2 separate regions of the Mus musculus genome follow, and region 2 is linked to region 1. The links are chromatin contacts, called in public Hi-C maps. All regions are on one chromosome and are shown on one strand. Each heading gives the region's core, a stretch centred on a gene start, on an enhancer-like site or on the middle of the called end of the contact. The rest is flanking DNA. Distances are from core to core; before and after follow the strand shown.

Region 1 (5,992 bases), core at 2,371-4,870:
TGTTGGTGAGGTAGCTTGTTCCAAATAGAGTTGAGCTGATGAAGGGCAGAAGGCACTTTCAGAGACGGGGGAGGATACTCCTGGGGACAAAAAGCAAACACAGCTCTTTGAGGACTGTTGATCTGTCATCAGAAACATTTTTATACCTACCTTTGTGTCCCTTTGCAATATTTCAGTAGAGATACAGACTACAGAGTGGGCAAACCTTCCCACTGTTTGCTGCAAACTACTCTTTTTCTGGCAGAATCCTCTGCCCGACCTGGAAACAAAGTCCAGAGGAAGTGCCAGCTCTCCCTCTCTTCTCTTTACAACAACTGCATCCAAGTGCAGTGTCCCCACCATACCATAGAGTGCGTGCTGGCACAGGTGAGGGGCAGAAGGAAGGCTCGGAGCATTGTGGAGGTGATAACAGGAGGTGTCCTGTCATCTGTTTCTGTGGTAATGAGGCAGCATGGAAGCTACTTATATCACAAATTACTTAATTTGGAAGTCCCATGAATAGGCCATGTAACGCTGACTAGGTGTCAGGCTGCTAACAAGCAGCTTTAGACAACAGGATTCCCATTGTCCTCTCTACCCTTGCACAAAGGTTGGAAAAATATCCTTTAGTTGCTGTAGATAGGTTAATGCCAGGGACATTCTTTCCACCCTCAGCCCCTTGCTGCTTTTTCTTTTTCCACTCTCTCTAGCAACTAGGCTTTTACTACCACTGTGGAAATGAGGGGAAAAATTAGCCTCCTGCAGTTTCCGCCTAAGAGATAAAGACAAGCTAATTTCCAGAGACTTTTCACTTGAGAGCCAGTATATAAGGTAGCGAGCACTCAATACACTTTGTTTAATACATTTAATTCATCACATTGCTATGTTTACACACAAGTTAATTCATGGTACTGTGCAAATTAATGAGCTTGTCAAAAAACCCGAAAGCTTTCAAATTAGTCTGGGAGGTACCCATTACTCTTTGAATTAAGGAGCCAATCACAGAACAATTCAGAACACCTTTTATTTCTTCATCACAACCAGAGGCTACAAGACCTACATTGCATGTAATCCCCATTTGCGGGACATGGAAACCTAATCATTTGCAGGTAAGTGTGACTTCACATTACTAGAAGTTCACCTTCTAAGCGTACTGTTGTATTGGTTAACTTTGATATTCAATTGTTTCAGAAGCTTAGAAAGGGCACAAAAGCAGACTTTTTTTGTTTTTAAATGGGTAGTTGGATGTGTGTTGTCACGTACATGGTCATATTTGCACTCAAAAAACGATGCATTCCAAGTGGTATAAAGTAAGAGGGTGGCCATTGTAGATAGATCTCCTAAGTGTTGGTCTAAGTAGATGGGAGTTCCAAGAATAGCTGAGCAGATGGGCAGAGCTGGTCATGGTGGCTGGCACTTGTAACTCTAACACTCCTGATGCTGAAGCCAGTGAGGTGGGAGGGGAGTCTAGTCAGTCAGGCTGCATGGGTCAGCATGAGTCAGGCTTCACCATGGGGAAGCATTTTGGCTTCTCCAGAGAACATACATCCATTGTATGTTTTAGATAGCTATCCATTTTATCTATATTTGTGTAAATATAACAGTAGTAGAAGGTTGTGCCTATGCTAACACATGGATCCAGACACCAGTCAGCGACTTATATCATATGTGAAAGGTGACACAGTCCCTCCAGGAAATGTCTGAAGCTATGTTTGGGCACTTCCAGTTGTCCCACTGACTAAAGGATGACAGGTACCACTTAACGCCTAGACTCTGACGATGTTAAGAATTTAGCAATGCAGCCGGGCAGTGGCGGCACATGCCTTTAATCCCAGCACTTGGGAGGCAGAGGCAGGCAAATTTCTGAGTTTGAGGCCAGCCTGGTCTACAGAGTGAGTTCCAGGACAGCCAGGGCTACACAGAGAAACCCTGTCTCATAAAAAAAAAAAAAAAAAAAAAAAAAAAAAGGAATTTAGCAATCACCTGATATTTCTATGGAAACAAGAATTGTGATACTCAAAGTATACAAAGTTATAATGTCTCTGAGAAAGCAGGTATTTGGGGCTATTCCCACTTGGGTGTTCATGTCCTCTAACATTCATTAGTCTGATGAGCTGGAGGAATCTGTAAGCCCCATTTGTTGCTTCTAAACACAGGATCTCTGGTTTTTCTTCTGACTCCTAAAATCATTATCCAACTGCCCACTGCACATCTCCATCTGGATAGCCCACAGGACTTGATTCAACATGTCCACAGTCAAACTCATTCTCTTCATTTTTCAAGCCTTCTTATTAATCTTCTGTGTTAGTGAGTGGCACCATCGTGACAAAGTAAACCAAAGCCCCCGGGCTAATTCTATGAACCTTCTTCTCAGGCTTATTCATCAGTCACAAAACCCAGTCCTTCGGGGCCTTTCAATTTTGTTACTATTTTCTTTGATCCCTTTCCCACTGCCTTGGCTTACTACATTTGACCTCTCACCTGGCCTATTCTAGCAGTTTTCTGATTGGTTCTCCTATCTCACTATACTAGGATTGATTGCAAGTGAAAGAACACTCAAGCAGACACATGTAACATAGAAATTTAAGATGCTCAGTCTGGGATGGGCATGGCACATCCTCTGACTGTCTCCTTTTCTGGCAGGCCCTCTCAATGAATAGGTTAATGATAGCTTAGTTCTAGGCTTATAGAAAATTTTTATTTTCAGCTGAAAGAGAGTCTATTCTTTAGCTGCTTCAAAAATCTCAAGGTAGGCTCTGTTTGTCTATTTACCATACCCTCTGCCTAAGTGAGTCAGGTCAAGGTGTTCTGATGTAGACTTTGTCAGCTGGGAAGGGTTTATTAACAGAATGGAGAAAGTGGATTTGGAAATCCAATTCCATGAAATATTTCTAACACAAGCTCTGCCCATGGACCTGAATGGTCTGTATATTGAACCATGCCATCCTCAGGTAAACCTTCTCTTTTTCTAACACCTTAATGTCTAAATAACATAGGTAGCTCTCTGAACAGTGTCTGCTTCTCCCCTTCCTTTGTTTCCACACTGAACTCCAAGGCTCATCTCAGAGCATCCACGAGCTAGCCCTGTCTTGATTGGCTTTCTTTTCTTTCTGGAGGGTCAACTTCTTAAGGCCAGGGACAGACACTTTGTGTTCTTAAATACACAGTTGGTACAAAGGAATATTTGTTGAATGACTGAATCAAAAAAAAAACACAATAAAAGTTAAATGTTTATTAAAGACATGGTAGAGAGGACAGATCCAGGCTGGTGATATTCAGAAATTTAAACTACATGGACAAAGAGTCAGAGGCGAACAGTCACTTTGCATGCGGCATATGACTATTATAGTAGTATTCACAGGCTACTCTGTTAATTCCTTAAGTGAAGATGATTTTAAGGGATAAATCTGACACCATTCTAACTGTTCTTTCTCTTCATGTAGCTGTGGTGGCCTGAGAACATTTCCAGGGCTGAGCTTCCATATGTTACTAACCAAGTCTGGGCAGTGAGTGGTCACTGGGAAACTGCGAGCATGGATCGCTCTGCTTCCTGAATCTAAAATGCCCCCGAGTGTGAGGTTGAGACGGAAGCAACCACTAAGCACGCAGGCTAATGGCCAAGGTCATTTTCCCAGGGAGGCTGCAGTGCAGCTGTGTCCAGTGCCCTGGGCAGGACTTGAAAGAGTGCTGGTGCCTCCCTATCGCCAGTGTCTGGGAGTAGGAGCCCCTCCTCCACGCTATGGGTCTGCTTTGAACAAGGTCCAAAGACAGCTCCCCTTGAAGAGTGAATGCTAAACAATTCCACCTTTTCCTCTAGGGGATTATTCAAAGGACATTTTTCGTTAGGACTTTTCTAAGAATTTAAGAATGGCTAAATTTGCTTTCGATCGGCTTGACGGAAGCTGTAGATAACGGGGGTTGAGGTTGGATCACTCTATCAGTTTTTGTCCTGAATTGACTGTCTCTAGAGTTCAAATCCTCCTGGAAAATGCCAAGCCTCAGTTTCACTGTGCTGAGCTAAGAATGGAACTCGGGTTTCTTAATTCCTCAGCCAGAACTCCATCTATTAGAACACTGTGCCTCTCAATTGTGTCTTAAATTAGGCATACAAATGAATTCACTCACACTCTCTCTGCCTACCAAGTTCCTGCGAGGAACTTCTCAGCACTTGGTGACACAGTTGGGAAGACTTTCCTCAGCCTCCCTGGTTAAACTCTTCACAGGCTTGGGTCAGAGAAGCTCAGATGGGAAAGCTGAGCCTCTGTGAATCTCACAAACTCTGCAGTTACCACCACATCCCCTCTCCCAGTCACCAGTCAGCCTGCAACAAAGGAAGTGCACCAGGGGCCTTGCTTAATCTGTTATCCCTGTGCAAGCTGCAGAGATTTATACAGGGAGGAAAGAAACTTGGATGAAGCCATGCATGGAGGCTCGGGGCTTGCCATACCCTTCCTGAGTGAGGCTTTAATGATTGCAGCAAATTCCCTGCACTGTTCTGACCTGGCTGCCTAAGGGAGCTTAGAGCAAAGTGCCTTCAGTTTATGATGAGTCTACCTTTGTTTGTTTGTTTGTTTGTTTGTTTGTTTATGCATTCCATTTTGGCCATTTGAAGCTTGCTGGAGAATTGGGGGGGGGGGGCACACCACACAACAAATCCAAAAGGAGAATATAAATATATCATTTGGAATCTTGCATAATATCAGCCAATGGCAACAGCAGGTTTTTGACAGGCCTGCGAACTTCCCCAAAACAACATCCTGCCAGCCTGGCTGTGATTCAGGCATGAGTCAATGCTGTGAGATGGGGTTGCTGCCAGCCGCTTCCCCAGCCGAAAAATGGCCTCTCCTCCAGGCCCTGGTAGTCTATTAACATTTAGAATCTTGCCTGGATGGGCTTGTGATTAACAGCACGCTCGTCCCCCTAAGGTAACAAATAATCTGGGGGACTCTTCTTTCATCATCGGGATAGTATTGGGACAAAGAAAGAAAAATGTCTCCTCACAACACAGCTTTGATGGGAAGGGAGCAGTAGTAGTTTGCACAGCTGATACTGTTATTAGAGAGTGGAGACAAGATTCCCCCACCCCCTGGAGTCTTGTTATAATGAGGCCCAAGTACACTATCACCTTTTTGCAATCCAAGCAAGTAATGGAGCCCGCTGAACTGGGAGGGGATGTCATCTGGGTCATTAGAGTCCAAAATGCTGTGGAAATAATTCCCCACCGTTATTAGAAGGCGACCAGCTAGAGAGACTTTTCTAGAGACCTCCACTTTAAAAAGGGGCGTTTTTCTGTACACACGAAGCAACAACCGCAAACCTTCTGCTCATACCCAGTCTTCCACCTTATTGGACTTTCAATGATATTTTTGATCCTTTGAGCCAAGATACCCCAGTCTATCACTATTGTATTCTGTGGACTGACTCAAAGAACAGCTACAAGACTTAAATCTTTCTCCAATAACTGTGCAGTCGGTCAGGAGTGAGACATAAAGAGGAGAAAAAAAAAAACCCAAAACAAAAAACAAAACAAAAAAACCCCCAAGAGTTCCTTCTTTCTCATTCCTTTGCTCCAGGGCCAGGAGTGATCTATGCAGCCAGCAAAAGGGACCAGCTCTGAGCGCTGCTGCCATTTAACCCTTTGATTAGCTAATCAATTGTGCTACTCCAAAAGCACATGGGAACTCATCCCTTCAGAATAGAAAATAGAGAACAACTTCATATAGCCTCAGTTTGAGAATGCAGGTGCTTCCAAAGTCGGTCCAACCTTTCGACTTTGTGACACCATGTGGTCATCTACAGAGCTCATGCCCAAGAGAGTTACCACACAATGTTTTGTGATTTTTGTCTTGGGCAGCATTCACAGGGCTGCAGATTAGATGCACTCAGCTGCTGGTATTACTCTGTAGCCTTTGTTTTTGTTTTTGTTTTTTTTTTTTAGTGATCCATTTATGCTTGCATTCCTGTTCGTGTATATACAAGCCAAGTCAGGACAACAAGACACAGCAAGGCTGAT
Region 2 (6,116 bases), core at 2,467-4,966, 650 kb after region 1:
GTGTTTAGAGTATAATGGTGATAGAAATGTAGACTATGGGGGGGCATGAAATTTCAGAGGGAAGCAAAGATCATGGCAAGGTCTTTCATGTGATATTTTGGATTAAAAAATCTATGGTTGTTGGTCAGTTAGGGCTGAAGAGTCAGCTTTGATTAATAAAAAAATCAACGTTATTTACCTATGATCTTCTAGGAAGTATTTCCTCTGAGTGAGCTCATAGAAGCTGTGGTTGAGCTGTGGTGATCTGAGTAAGAATGGTTCCCATTGGCTCCTATATTTGAATGTTTGATTCTCACTTGATGGAGTGTTTAGGAAGGATTAGGAGGTCTGGCCTTCTTGAAGGAGGTGGGCTTTGAGGTTTCAAAAGCCTGTGACAGGCTTTTGATAGACAAAGTTTATCTCTGTCTCTGCCAGTGGATTAGGATAGAGATCTCTGTTACTGCTCCAGTTTCATGGCTGTGTGCTTCCTGATCATAGACTAACCCTCTAAGACTATAATTAAGTCCCCAGTTAAATGCCTTTTTAAAATAAGAGTTGAGTCTCTTTACAGTGACAGAACTTTAACCAAGACACCCATCAAAACATCTGTGCTGTCCAAGTTCTTGTATGTGTAATCCTTCATTTTGACTTACCAGGGGCTACACTCTTAGAAAAAACTGACTCTCTCTCTCTTTCAACAGCTAATAATTGCCAATAGCTCCATGGATAGGACTGGGATTTCCTGACCAATTCCCATCTCCATGGTGGGATATGGCCTGGCTGGGGTAGACAATGGAGGCCTGGCATTTGACATTTTAGAGGAAAGTGGCAACTCTTTTAGAACCATTTGTATGATATACTTAATATCTGGTTAGCTGGGGCTGAAGACTCCGCTGTGATCAACAGGAACTGAGCACCACCGCAGCTTCACGAGCACGGTGGATGCTCACTAGCTGGGACTGAACAAACAGCTGAGACTGATAGAACAGCATTACTGATGTCACATCTTATAGAAAGCATTTCTTCTGAATCAGCACAAGGAAGCTGTGGTCCAGGGAGGCCCAGGCTGCATCTCAAACTGGAAAACAAACGTGGCCTTATGAAAGAGCCGTCAACATGGTACTGATTTTGAAGGCATGAAGGGGTCTTGAGATGTTGCTGAGACTTGACATCACAGTTCCTGAAGAAAGGCTAGCAGAAGCTATTGGTGAAGAACAAGCCTTATTTGCTATTGGTGAAGGATCAGCCTTATTTGCAGACCTAATGCCTTTGTGTATTTTACATTGGGATAATAACATAAGACCTTGGAGACAAGAAAGGAACAGTTATGGTTTCATAGTGATATGTTAGTGTGTCAAGCTGATAAGGAGTAGACTTGTGATAGTTAATCTTTGTTGTCACCTTGGTACACCCAGATAAAGGTAACCTCAGTCAAGAATTGCCTCCACCAGCTTGGCCTGTGGACACATCTGTGATGCATTTTATTAATTGTCATTTGATATAAAAGGGCCCAGACCACTGTTGGCAATACAATTCCAGGCAGGTTGGTCCTGTGCTGTGTAAGAAATGCAGCTGAATGTAAGTCAAGGAGCAAGACAGTAACAGAAAACACTGCTTTTCGGTGTTTTCTACTTCAAGATCCCTCTTGGAACTCCCACCCTGGCCTCCCTTAAGAATGGACTGTAATCTGTAAGATGCAATAAACTCTTCCTTTCCCAAGTTGGTTTTAGTCAGTATATTATCACAATAGAAAGTGAACTGGGGCAGTAATGGTATCTAGAAAGAAAAACAATTATAGAAGAAATTCCCTTAAAATTACATAATTGTTGTATGTTTTTAAAATATGAGCAATGAGTCCAAGGAGAAAAATTAATTCATCACTTATTTCTATGTAGTTCAGATGAATATAACTACAAAAATCATTATACAGTCAAGTAGTGAAGGCACACAACTTTAATCCCAGCACTGGGGAGGCAGAGGCAGGCAGATCTCTGAGTTCATGGCCATTCTGGTCTACAGAGCAAGATTTCCAGGACAGCCAGGGCTACACAGAGAAACTCTGTCTCCAAAGAGAGAGAGAGAGAGAGAGAGAGAGAGAGAGAGAGAGAGAGAATGAGAGAGAGAACGAGAGAGGGAATGAGAATCAGTATTATTAGTGGACAACAGAAGACCAGAAATACTGTTTTTCCAAGTCCACTCCGATCCCATTCCTAAAGAAACTGAATAGGCAGAATTTCCCATGCAAGCCTCTGCAATGCTGGCCAGACTGGAGTGGTGCATTATGGGTTAAGAGTGCTTAATGCTCGTCCAGAAAACCCTAGTTTGGTTCCCAGCCCCAAGTTCAGGCACCTCACAACGTGTAACTCCAGCTCCAGGACACGTCAAAAAATTTTGATCATTTTAAAAGACATATAGTAGAAGATTCTAGTGGTTACTCTACATTACAGGTGCTTTGCCTGAAAAAGGAAAAAAGGGGGGGGGGCTGATTCGGGGTTTAGCCATTACATTATAAGATGACAACAGCATCCACTCTCAGTCTTTACCACTTCCAATAAAATCTGATTTCCCTCAACATTTACATCTTGTATTCTTCCTAGTTTTGAGAGTTTGCATTTTTCAAATTATTTTATTTATTTACATTCGAACATTGCCCACCTCCTGGTCCCCCCTCCCTATTGTCTCTAAGGGGATGCTCTCCTTCTTCCCAACCCTACCTCCTGGGCATCCCCCTTCCCTGGGGCCTTAAGTCTTTCTAGAGAAGTAGGTAAATTGTCTCCAATCAGACAAGGCAGTCCTCTGCTATATATGTGCAGGGGCCTCGGACCAACCTGTGTTGGTAGCTTAGAATCTGGGATCTCCCAGGGGTACAGATTAATTGAAACTGTTGGTCTTCCTATGGGGGTTCCTTTAGCTCCTTCAATCCTTCCCCTAACTCTTCCATGGGGGTCCCCGACCTCAGTCTAATAGTTGGCTATATGCATCTGCATCTGTCTCAATCAGCTGCTGGTAGAACCTCTCAGAGGACAGCCATGCAAGCACAACATAGCATCAGTAATGTCAGGCTTTGGTGCCCACCCATGAGGTGGATCCCAGGTTGGGACAGTCACTGGAGTGTTTGCATTTCAAAATGACATCAAGAAGAACCCGCCACAAGGGTAAAAATGTCCAGGTTTGGGAAAGAGGGCAACTTGCACAAGTCACCTGATTTTCTGAATGTTTCCAAGCCAGATAGATGTACTCAAATACAACACCTGAACAACAGTACAGACACCGTGTGTTATATGTGTGCATAAAATCCCGATTTACCCTCCAAACTATAATAGATTCTCAATGAGTACATGATTCTAAATGCTAAGGAGAAGAGAAGATTAAGAATAGGCTAGGGACTACATTTAGGTGTAATGAATAGAGGGGGAAACCCATGTCATTTGAGATAGTATTCACATTGCAACCGTTGCTAAGGAAACCACTTCCTATTCATGCACTGCACATAGTTCCCTTTTTTATTGTTACAAAGTGCACAATGTGACAATTAAATCATGAGAATGAGAGCCTGGTAATATACTTGGAAGATAGTCAGAGCTCTAAAATAACAGGAAAGTCATTAATGGGGTTGTCTTCAGGACTAGAGACCAAGGTGCACTTATCACAGAAAATCCTACTTCCTCTCTTTAGTAGTCACTGCACAGCCCAAGCTACAGGGCAAATCTCTTCGCAAACACCATAGAATACCAAAGAGGTTTCTTTCTGTGCCTCTCCATCAAGCAGGGTGGTAGAAATTATCCCTCACAGGGAGCAGGCAGAACATTCCTGCAACCCACGAATACCATTAAGATTAGAAAAACTTACCAAGGCACCATGGCTACTTCATTGCAAATCTTTCTGATACCCAACATGGGAAAGATAATTCAGGGATCAGAAACCAGAAGTGAGACAAGTCCTGGAGGTCTCTAAAGTTAAACTTGCCCTATATCACAGAATTTCACAGAACGTTTCCTTTTTATTCATATCATAGACCTGGGCAGTCTTGACTTATTGCTTAATCCACCAATAATATTTATGCAGCACTCACTATGGCCGAAGCAACACTGGAGACTTCACCTCACTGAAACAAACTTGATGGCAGTACTTGTTCTAGTCTCCAAACACGGGAGGACTGGTAGCACCATGTCCTCAAAGCTTTTCTTTTCTTTTTGTGAATGTATCCATTTATTTGGTTATTTATATCCTAAGTGCTGTCCTCCTCCCCGTTACCCCTCACTGAGACTCTTCCCACAGATGCACCTCATCTGGCAGAGACTTGATGCACCAGGGTCAGGGAACACTCAGGAAGGGCCCAAAGCTTTTCTTAAGGTTCCAGAAACTAACGCCCTTTCTTTTCCCCTACTCATTTCAGTTTCTTCTCCCCCTGCTTTTATTTGCTGAGTTATCACGCAACAGACAGCCCTAAGCAGAAGACAATAGCCGAGAAACAATAAAAAGAAGGACATTGACTTTGACGAGGTAACAGGATTGATGAGTTAATTATGGAAAAGATGACTCACGCCAATTTTGTTTCTTGCTGTTTAAAGTCCAAGTTATACCTAGTTACGGCTCACAAGTGTAAATGCGGCACTTGAGAAACAGAGGTAAAAGACTTACTGAGAGTTAGTCAAGAATAAGACACCTTCTTTTCAAGAAGAGAGAGAAATCAAAATGAATTTAAAGAATTAAGCTTGATTGGATTACCTAATTCTTCCCCAGCTCCAACGAGAAATTCTTTGGGCTTCTTTACTCCTTGAAATGGAGGCATTTTCATAGATGGCTCTTAGCATCCTGATACTTATTCAACCGTCTGTTAAGAGTCCATCATACTAGGGCAGTAGCCCTATTACCATACTGTCAAGAACCTGTGAGTCCTATCACATTCCAAACTTCAGTCATCAACCACTGACTCATAAAACAACAACACACTCGCACGCACGCGCACACACACACTCACACACACATACACATGCACACTACAAAATACCTCTGCTTCAACCTTCTGGATTTTTTTTAATTCTAAGAATTATGTTCTTCAAGAAAAAAAAATTACACACTTGAAAGTAAATCTAATTTCACTGGGCTGAATTTATTTTTCCTCTTTGTGTTTCCAAGCCTAGATATGGGCCAATAAAATGAATTCCCTTTTTCAGCATACTGGACAACTTCTTGATGTAGGAGGACATCCTGGATGGTAAGGCAAATAAGGGTCAAAGTTGTGTCCAGCTCCTTAGCTCTTCTATCCCAGTGCCTTTCACATAATAATATCTGTAACCATGACACTATCAACGGTTTGTTCAAATATATTTCTAATAATTTCTAATCATATCAAGAAAGGCCTCACCAGCCGGGCGTGGTGGCGCACGCCTTTAATCCCAGCACTTGGGAGGCAGAGGCAGGCGGATTTCTGAGTTCGAGGCCAGCCTGGTCTACAGAGTGAGTTCCAGGACAGCCAGGACTATACAGAGAAACCCTGTCTCAAAAAAAAAAAAAAAAGAAAGGCCTCACCAAGCCCTACTCCTTGTAAGCCTAATCTTTGAGGTGATGCAATATTCTGAAAATATCCCTTACACAAGAGACTGAAACTTAAGACTGAAGTCACTAAGGCTTAAGACTGCTGGCCTACTATGTACTCAAACTGTTTGTTTAACCTGAGTTTGATGTATCAATCAAACTTACGTGCCTTGGATTTTCTATACAATCATCTTAAACCTGAGCTAACACCTAGCTGTAATTTTATGTTATGTGCTCTTCTTTGCCCCTGAGAGAGATGATGCATATAAATCATTTGCTGAAAGTAGCAAATACAGAAACTGAAAGCCACTTCCTAAAATCTACCATGAAGGCTGAAGCATGGATACTAGCTGATAAACAATGATGTTTCTTATCTGGGCCAGTTGAGATCAGCTGGAGTCACTGTCTTAATCCCTTGTAAATCTCCGTTATAGATTTCTGTAAATTATCCCATTCCTCCCCCACACCACACTGTGATGTTATCTATGTCATCCAATAAATACAGAGAGAAGCCTTTTGTTAGGGACAGACACATACACAGGCACGGGACAAGCAGGTTCGGACAACAGCCTTTGGGCAGTCACATATTCAGGCAGAAA

Evidence for each region. A called contact is a pair of places that touch in the nucleus more often than the background predicts.
Region 2: a contact with region 1 is called in a Hi-C map of bone marrow-derived macrophages, with 2.3 times the contacts expected there. The contact joins two enhancer-like sites. A contact is called at or near these places in 3 of 484 Hi-C or Micro-C datasets (bone marrow-derived macrophages, cortical neurons and forebrain) and 1 of 115 datasets of contacts at active chromatin or transcription factors (astrocytes).

Annotation. Positions count from the first base shown.
Region 1 is chr4:33,731,486-33,737,477 of GRCm38.p6, forward strand. No RefSeq gene overlaps it. Among named protein-coding and RNA genes, the nearest start is that of Gm33059, 46 kb to the right of the region's middle. Within about 2 kb of position 3,621, at least 67 of the 459 cell types and tissues checked have an H3K27ac peak or open chromatin away from gene starts, as enhancers often do. A contact at or near this core is called in bone marrow-derived macrophages, where this site is marked.
Region 2 is chr4:34,383,110-34,389,225 of GRCm38.p6, forward strand. No RefSeq gene overlaps it. Among named protein-coding and RNA genes, the nearest start is that of Gm46882, 14 kb to the left of the region's middle. Within about 2 kb of position 3,717, at least 34 of the 459 cell types and tissues checked have an H3K27ac peak or open chromatin away from gene starts, as enhancers often do. A contact at or near this core is called in bone marrow-derived macrophages, where this site is marked.